Regions from separate parts of the Mus musculus genome. Here region 1 is linked to region 2. The links are chromatin contacts, called in public Hi-C maps. All regions are on one chromosome and are shown on one strand. The core of a region is the stretch at or near the end of the contact, and the rest is flanking DNA. Distances in the headings are between cores, read along the strand shown. Region 1 holds the start of Glt28d2 (glycosyltransferase 28 domain containing 2). Region 2 has its middle 31 kb from the start of Fam160a1.

Region 1 (4,189 bases), core at 1,645-4,144, 110 kb after region 2:
AGTGCTGGAGGTAGAGACAGGAAATCCCCTCAGAATTCTGTTCCTACAAGATCCTGTTTCAAAAAATAAGGTGAAGGATACCAAGAAAAACACCTAACATTGTCCTCTGACTTCCAAAACACATATACACACACACACACACCTTCTAATAAATAAATAAAGTAAAATCCCATTTTAACATCCAAAAGCTTCATGAATTGTAACAGGGGAAAAAAATCGAAGTCTGCCCCATAAGTCAAAAATCTTAAATTCAAGTCTCAGTGCACTACTATTCCCAGAACCTGGGTATGTCCTAAACAATTCTCTTTACAACTCTGAGCCTCATCTGTTTTCCTCCTGTGTAGTCTAGGTACGTACGATGTACTGACTGGAAGGTGTTCACATTACACTGCTTAAATATGGCCGCCTGAAAGCACTTGTCAATCGTGACACTGTAGAAAGGTTTGTCTCTGTTAGTGTTTTATCCAAGAGATCCATAAACAAGTTCCTTGGAGTTCTGCTCACTCTTCCAACACCATTCCTCTACTAACCATGGCTTGGAATTCAGTGAGAATAAAGATGAAGTAGCTGTAAACTGAGCGTCAAAGCCAGAGCCCGAGGGTCTGCCCTTTGGACAGGCCTGTGGACAAGCGCACAGAGAATGAAGCTCAAGTTTCTACGAAGAGATCAGAGATGGTCAGTTTGTAATATTTCCACACAGGAGGGATATTCTTCATCAAATTCTCCTCTAAAAGCAACAGAAGATGTCACCGGGGAATAGAGTGCTTCCCTAGCAAGCATGAGGCACTGACCTTAAAACCTTGTAGAAAAAAAAAAAAGTAACATAAGCTAACAATTTTACTCCCCAGCTTCTCTGTTCACCCCCACCTTGCTGCATACATTTGTGCATTTGTTTCTTGGTTTATAGCTATTGACTCTTAGAGTCCTGCTAGGGGAAGAACTTCACAGAAAGAGCTCTGAACCAAACCTAGGAGGTACAGAACTATCCAGCAGTTAGAAACAAGAAAAAGCTAGCTGGGCAGGTGAGCCTAAATGACTACACCACTCTCAACCATTCTAGATCCACCTCAGCAATGCCAGCCTCTCTTGCCTTTCCTCCCATGTAATTTAATCTTATTCCTAAGACTATAAGACAAACGGCATACGAGACCTCAAACTTAACTTGTATCAAAGCAAAGATGGATAAAATTCTTATCAGTGTCATGAGAAAGAATTTGCTGGTATTCAAAGAAATCAGTCTTTATCTGAGAAATAAAGCCAACCTGTCTACCATATTGGACTGAATCTCTCACCCAGTTTCTTTCCCAAGACCACTGACATTATCCAAATGAGGACATTGGCTGGGGTCCATTAGGTCCAGGCAGCTTCACACCAGGTGCATCTTCACACCAGGTGCACAAGAGAGGTCAGGCAGGTACATTAAGGACAGGAAATCTTCCCCTTGCTAATCAACAGGATAAAGGTGATTAAGCAGGAATTATTTTTCAATGACCTATATAATTTCATCAGAGCTGCTATGGCTATTAGCTGAAAGCAGCTGACTTCCTAATGAGATGAACTTGATAGCAGGGCCCTCCCAGAGCAGCCCACAGAGTAGTAGGCCCCATCTAAAGAAAGCAACAATTGGTCTGCCATCTCCCCCGCCCACCCCACCCCCTTCCTCCTCCTGAGAACAGCCTGTCTTCATTTGGAGCTCTTTTCTCTTAAAGGAGGGGATGTGGTACCCCCTGCGCCTGGATGGCTAGGGCTGCAATACCTGTAGAATAGTTGACAGCTGATCTGTCAAGTACAGGAGGCTAAAGCCAACCTGGGCTAATTCTCAGCACCCACTCACAGGAGTCCCAAAACTCCAAGCAAACACAGTAGCTGTCACCCCCAACACCTCACCCACCCGAGCTTGAAATAAAACAATAGCTAGCTAACCTCGCAGGAGTGGGGTTAACAAGGGAGCTTTGTTGAAACCAGGGAAAACAAGCACACACACACGCGCACATACATACATATACACACACTGATAACCATAACTCAAACTCAGTTTCATCAGAGAATTTATGAAATTGAGCAACAGTAACCCAACAATAAATTCCTCACAGCAGGAAAGTGCTGCAAGCCCAGTGGCACCGCCTCTGACTCTGGTGTATGCCAGGAAAGGTTTGGAGAGGAAGACAGACCTAGATCTCATCGTCTCTGCCAATTATTCCTGGGGGACCCAGGCGCTGCGACCCAAGGGACTGAGAAAAGAGGTGGAGAGCCTGATGACATCTTCCTCCGTCAAAACAAGCTGGCCTTCTTCTTCCAGGGTCAGTCCTGAGTAACGTCGCCTGCAGGAGCCCCCAGCGTCCCGGGTAGTCACTGGACTTCCCCAGCCGTCCTACCAGTCCTCTCTCCAAAACCTGCTCCTGCCACCCAGCAGGATGCAGGAAGGAGGTTCTCGGGACAGTCTCTTCCTCCTCCAACACCCTAAAATAAAATAAAAGCAAGCCTTCAAGCACAGATTTCTTACCTGCGTGCGGCCGCGGATCCTCCTGCTACGCAGTGTCCCCTAGACAGTCAGAAAGTTTGTGCGACGGTCCCGGGTGCGGGAGAACAACCGAGCCTCCAGCGCACAGGGCACAACAGAGGACTGAGCCGGCTCCTCTGGGCCTAACACCCAACTCCAGGCGCCCGGGCAGCTGCCCTCGGGCGTCTGGGCGCGGTGACCTCCAGCCCTGGCTTCAACTCAGTCTGAGGACCCGGGGACAAATCACCCAGCTAGAGAAGGTCGGGGCACAACTTTTCTCCAGCACGTCAGCGGGTGACGGAGCTTCGCAGGTCTCGGGCTGGTCCCCGCCCCACAGCCCGCACCCTCCGAGGCAGGGAGGTGGCAGGGGCGGGGCCCAACCTGCCGAGCGACTCAGGGGCCCCGCCCCCAGGGCCTCCACCGCCTCCGACCCCGCCCCCAGTAAGCCCCGCCCTGTCGCCCAGACCCGCCTCCGCCAGGTGCTCGGGAGACTCGAATTGCGCGACTACAGCGCGCACCGGTTTCCTAGGTGAAGGGGGCGGGGCCTCTGCGAGAAAGTTTCCACCGAAACTTGAACTGGAGCGTTGTGGAGGACGCCTCGCCCTTGGGGGCTCGCCTCTCTGGCGAACTTCATCCCTCCTCCCGCGTCACGCCTGACAGGCAGGCACGCCCGGCTGGTTTCTAGGGTTTTCTGAGGAAAGGAAGCTGCACACCGCGACGCGCGGACGTCTTAGATTTCCCACTTCCAGAAGGTTTGAGTGCGGAGCCGTACGCATCGCCCCACGCGGATTCCCTTCGCCTGGTCTCGTCTTCCTGAGATATTTGAACTTTAACATGACAGGACAGTCCCAGTAGATCTGAGGCAAAAGATGAACGTGATCTCCTTTTACTGGACTGGAAAACTCGCCTGAATGAACAGGAGGCCATTTGGTTCCAGCAAGGAAGCAAAGAGTTGCAGTTTTGCAGTTTAGTTTCTTAGGGGTAATTTTAGTCGTTCGGACCTTATTTGTGAGCTTGAGGGTATTGCATAGGTGTGTGTCGTTCATTCACTGGCAACTGTCCCCACTGCCACCCTACCTCCAGCCAAAAAGAAAGGGCTGTTAAATGAATAGTCCTTAGCAAGGATGAAAGTTCGCAACTCGGAGCTCAGGAGAATGGAGAACAGCAGGGAGGTGGTGGCCCTTTGGCACTGTGTGGTACATTATCCTCTTCCAGGGCCCAACCCTCGACCTGGGGCGACCTTTGCCTAAGGACTGAGAACAGCATGCCACGCCAGCTCTCCCCTTCAGTCTCCACGCCCTATGTGCTTGGACGGTCTGTCCAGGCTCTGCTTCCTGTACTTTAAATCCCATAGGAGGAATTTGAATCTTGGTTAGCGGCTCTCTTGCTATTTGCATTGCCCTGTGGTTAGTGTGGCTGAAACTTGAATTGAGTCCTCCTCCCAGCGGATGGGGCTACACCACAGTCTGAGAAAACGGATGTGGAGGTTTTCCACCACAGCATCCTACTGGCGCCTCACCAAATCCTGCTTCTGAGGAAGAGTCTTCCTTTGTTCTGCATGAATGACCTCCGGAGATAACCAAAATCGGGCAGATCTAGTTTTCTAATTTTCCTTGCACCCATAGCAACTGGATGGTACAAACTTCATGCTTTCTCCTACTATCTGTACATCACCACCACCACCACCAC
Region 2 (4,397 bases), core at 806-3,305:
AACAATGATTTTCTGCACTAGAGCAATACATGATCTCAACCTGCTAGCCAAATGGAACAGAACCAGAGAAAGTCAGGGTGGGAACATGATCAAAGCACTCTAAGCTGGTCACCAGTCTGCAGTATGCTTGAATCTCAGAGATGGTGATCCACTGGCTTCGTCATCAACATTCCTAGTTCAAATCTAAGCGGTCAAGTGACCTGGTAGCAAGCAGTAAAGCAGATAAGGGTGAGGCAGCCAGCAGTTCGGAGCGTAGCTGGGTACGAGGAGGGATGACAACTGCAGCTGGAGAACTAACTTGTTGGGATCCAACAGCCTCTGATCCTAGCCCCTGGGTGTCCAGTTCCCCTCAGCCTTTGTCCTTTCTAGAGCCTGCTGCTGTCTTTGCCTAGGATCTTACAATAAGCTTCCTACTATCCAGGTCACAGGATGTTTTCTCTGTTCTCTGTGACCTGAGATAAAGTGGGTGGGAAGCCTCTGCCCACCTGGGAAAGAGGCCACAGGGAGCAGAGAAGCATTCACTGAAATTCTTTGTTAACCCTCACCGGATGGGCAGGGAAGACTAGACGATTCCTTCGGTTGAAAAAGGCTAAATAAAGATACTTCCCACGGAGGGCTGCCGAAAGGACCACCTGGTGTATGCTGGGGAGGCTGCAAACCATCTACTGTGAGTGAATGACATATTTAAGACGCTCCATGAAGGGCTGAAGATGTGCCTCAGTGGATAGAGTGCTGGCCTTATAGGCACAGCCTTAAATCAGCCCCCAGCAGCCCCTGAGCCAGGTGGTAGCGTAAGCCTGAAATCCCAGCACTTAAAAGATAAGTGGGGGGCTGGTGAGCTGGCTTGCCAGGTAAGAGCACTGACTGCTCTTTAGAAGGACCTGAGTTCAAACCCCAGCAACCACATGGTGGCTCACAACCATCCGTAATGAGATCTAATACCCTCTTCTGGTGCATCTGAAAACAGCTACAGTGTAGATATAATAATAAATAAATATTTTATTTATTTATTTATTTTTTTTTTGGAAGAAGAAGTAGTAGTAGTTGTTGTTGTTGAGTGGGCAGGTCTCATCCTCAGCAACACAGTGAGTGTAACATCAGACTAAACTACATGAGACTGTGTCCAAAAGGGAAAAAGAACATAATAAAAAATTCCACAATGTACAATTCCAAAGTCCAGAATTGCTAGTATTTTTATGATTTCTATCTTCCTTTGAGTGAAGAAAAAAAATGACAGGAATATTTCCTAAGATAGAAAGGGAGCCACATTTGCTGCTTTTATCTTTGTGATAAATTTTGATGAAGGAAGGAGAGAATAAACACTACCCAGCATCCTTGAAACAACTCCACAAACAACAACCAAACTTAAAAGCAACACTTCCCTCCATATCTCCACCCAAATAATTCAGAAAATGACAGTCAGACTGGCAAGCTCCCAGCCCTGACACATGCCACAATGCCACCTTCTAGTCTGGTCTCTAGCAACATGTCATTTCCCTACAGCACTTTTAGGATGCCTGCCCATTTAGCAGTTATTGTATTGCCTGGCTTATGGCCCAATTTGTTCCATTTCACGCCGCCTAGTTTAAATACGTACGTGAGTTCTGTATTGCAGCAGAATGGCTGATGGGTTTCTCCAAGCACCCTGGATGTGCACCCAATAGCGACCTGCTTCGGTGCCTTCCTCAAATCTGCATGTAGCAGAGAAAGTTTGTTTGCTGTATGTTCAAAGGCAGCAGCAAGCACTCCTGCATAAATCAAACCTGGCGATGGAGACAGGAGTGCTCTAGCAAGCCAAAACGTAATTTATCTCCATTTACTTTTTGTCGGGACCACTACTTAGGCAGGCCTGAGGTCAGTTGTTCCATTAGTTTTTCCTTCAGCATCCAAAAGGACCAGGTTCAAACACATCTGTTGTATGAACAAGATATTTGCCTCTCACTGGGCTTAGGCTGGGAGAAGCATTCTTCACACCCAAAGCCACTGGCTACAAGGAACACCTGACTTAACAGTGCTCGCGCGGGCTGCTGTTCACAGCTGCACAGTGTTTATTCTATGCTCTCGCTGTACGAGGTGTGATGCCTTCCTGGCATCCAATGGCAGGAGCTCAAGGTGGGAAGCAGTGAACCACAAGCTTCAAGGAAAGCTTTTCGGTTTCGTTTTCCTAGGCAACGAACAGAATCCTAATTGTCAAAACTAGTACTCCTTCAGAATCAGAACGTCTCAAGGTTGTTCCCAAACCCTCAGCTAATGGTATTAAACGAAGCAAAAAGAAATACGGCCTATGATGAACAAAGATTTCTTTTACATAAAAATCCACATGTAACTGTTGGGGCTTTTGCAGCTCGTTTCACTCCACCGCACTTGTGTTACGAGGAGAAATGCAACAGCAACAGCAAGAGCTCATTTTCCAGGAGTTGAGAAGTACAGAGGTGAACAGAAAACAGCGGCTTTCAACGGTCGGTGGTGAGTGTGGTTGCTTTACTCTGACATAATTGGTAAAACGGGCCGAGTACCTTTAATTATGTCACAAGATTTTAAACCCTTTACTCTGCAAACAGCTGGTGCCCTTTAAGGAATCCGTACAACTTTTAAGTGAGAAATTTTGATTTGTTGGGAGCATTTCCCCAGGTTATCTTCTCTGCCCAACAGCGCCTCAGTTCAGAGATGGAGCCTAACAGCACCCCTGCATTCCATGGAGCCTGCCTGTCCTGGACTGGATCACAAACCCAGGAGAAGCTCACAGAACATCGTGTAGCATGGTGGCCTTCAAGCCAGGGAGCTGACACTGGAATACTAGCTGGGCCGGAATTCCAGAGTCCTGCCCTTTCTATTGAATGGAGGGGTTCCACAATATGATGACACTTCAGAGTGTGAAAATAAGATAGTCATCAAAATGCAGAGCAAAAGAGATAAAGCTGACCTGCCATTCAAGATGATTCCTATTTATGTCCAGTATTTATTATAGTTTCTCAAACCAGAGAGCCTTGAGCACATGTCAAGAGCTTACCACTTCCAGAGGCACTTCCAGCTGACCTCCCTGTGCCTATCCTCCAGGGCAAGGTTTTCCCTGGAATACTAACTTGTTCATGGTAAGCTTCTCAGAGTCCCACAGTGGCTCCCAACCTCCTGGTAAGCAGGATGTATAGAGCTCTGTCCTGCCCGGTCACTGCCATAGCCCCACATGCCAAAACTCACAGCCAGAGTGGAGTCTGTGCTCTCATTCACCAGCCAAGGTCACATGAACTTCCACTCCAAGGAGACAGGATGGCACGTGTTGCTGCCAAAAAAAAAAAAAAAAAAAAAAAAAAAAAAAAGAGAGAAAAAAGAAAAAAAAAATGGCCCAAGGAAAGCCAAGAAGAGAGACTGTGGATTGGAACATCTGGATAGTATAGTAGTCCTGGCCTTTCTATTATCCTGTCATGAGTAAAACTCTGACAGCCCAGCTCTTCCACTATAAAAAAGAAGTACTAGGTCCTCTCTACTGACATTCAACTCTTTCTCCTTCCCCAACACTTCCAGTAGGAATAATAAAAACACACAGAAGATTAATTAATAGCACTTAAGAAAACATATACTCAGGAAAAAAAAATGTATGGGAAACTAACTGAGTTAACCCAGAAGAGATTGTTCTTGACTTCGCTGGCCCAGTGACAGGAAAGGTGCAGATCAAAAGCTCCAGTTGTGTCACTGAAGTCTGGGTTTATTCGCATGTTACTTGGTATAACTACTAGGAGGTTAAGGCGATCACTCAGCTGGTAATATGCTGAACATTACAAGCATGAGGACCTGAATTCAACCCCCAGGATCCACATTCAAAAAGCTGAGTGAAGTGTTGTGCACTTGTCTCAGCCCTACAGAGGTAGAAAACGGGTGAATCCCCAGTAGCCAGCCAGCCTAGCCTACTTGCTAAGTTCCAGGCCAATGATAGTGTCTCAGTAAAAAAGAAAGATATATAGACAGTATCTTAGAAACAACATCCAAGGTTTTCCTCTGACCTCTAAATGCACCTATGGAAACATGCACATGTACACACAAGTACACACACACACACACCCCTACTGAGAACACTAGCTATGGTGGTGCATACCATCGGTGATGAGGCAAGAGTTTAAGGCTGGCTTTGAATAGCATAGGCAGGTCGAGGTCATTCTACACTGCATGGGATGTTGTCTCAAAACTAACTGCTGACAGGTGAGGAGGCAGCTCACTGGTAGGATAGTTGCAGTAGGCCCTGGATTCACTTCCTACTAAGGCAAACAAAAAATTACCAGAAGATATACATATTAAAGAACTATGAAGGGTAAGGAAGAAATCAGCATTCTAGGGGCTGTGGAGATGGCTCGGTGGATACATAGTCCTTGCTGTACAAGCCTGTAGACCAAAGTTTAAGACCC

What was found. A called contact is a pair of places that touch in the nucleus more often than the background predicts.
Region 1: a Hi-C map of nephron progenitors shows a contact between it and region 2, with 2.3 times the contacts expected there. The contact joins the promoter of Glt28d2 here to the enhancer-like site in region 2. A contact is called at or near these places in 8 of 39 promoter capture datasets (the 3T3-L1 cell line, cranial neural crest, embryonic stem cells and 4 more), 1 of 15 datasets of contacts at CTCF or cohesin (the NIH/3T3 cell line), 7 of 484 Hi-C or Micro-C datasets (the HL-1 cell line, cardiomyocytes, embryonic fibroblasts and 3 more), 3 of 115 datasets of contacts at active chromatin or transcription factors (embryonic stem cells, heart atrium and pancreatic cancer cells) and 2 of 9 other capture datasets (liver and pancreatic islet).

Annotation. Positions count from the first base shown.
Region 1 is chr3:85,884,624-85,888,812 of GRCm38.p6, forward strand. It overlaps Glt28d2 (glycosyltransferase 28 domain containing 2), which reads right to left and starts at 2,895. Exons shown (of 2, transcript NM_177130.3): 1 at 2,504-2,895.
Region 2 is chr3:85,774,841-85,779,237 of GRCm38.p6, forward strand. It overlaps a transcript of Fam160a1 not described here. Among named protein-coding and RNA genes, the nearest start is that of Fam160a1, 31 kb to the left of the region's middle. Within about 2 kb of position 2,056, at least 27 of the 459 cell types and tissues checked have an H3K27ac peak or open chromatin away from gene starts, as enhancers often do. A contact at or near this core is called in nephron progenitors and pancreatic islet, where this site is marked.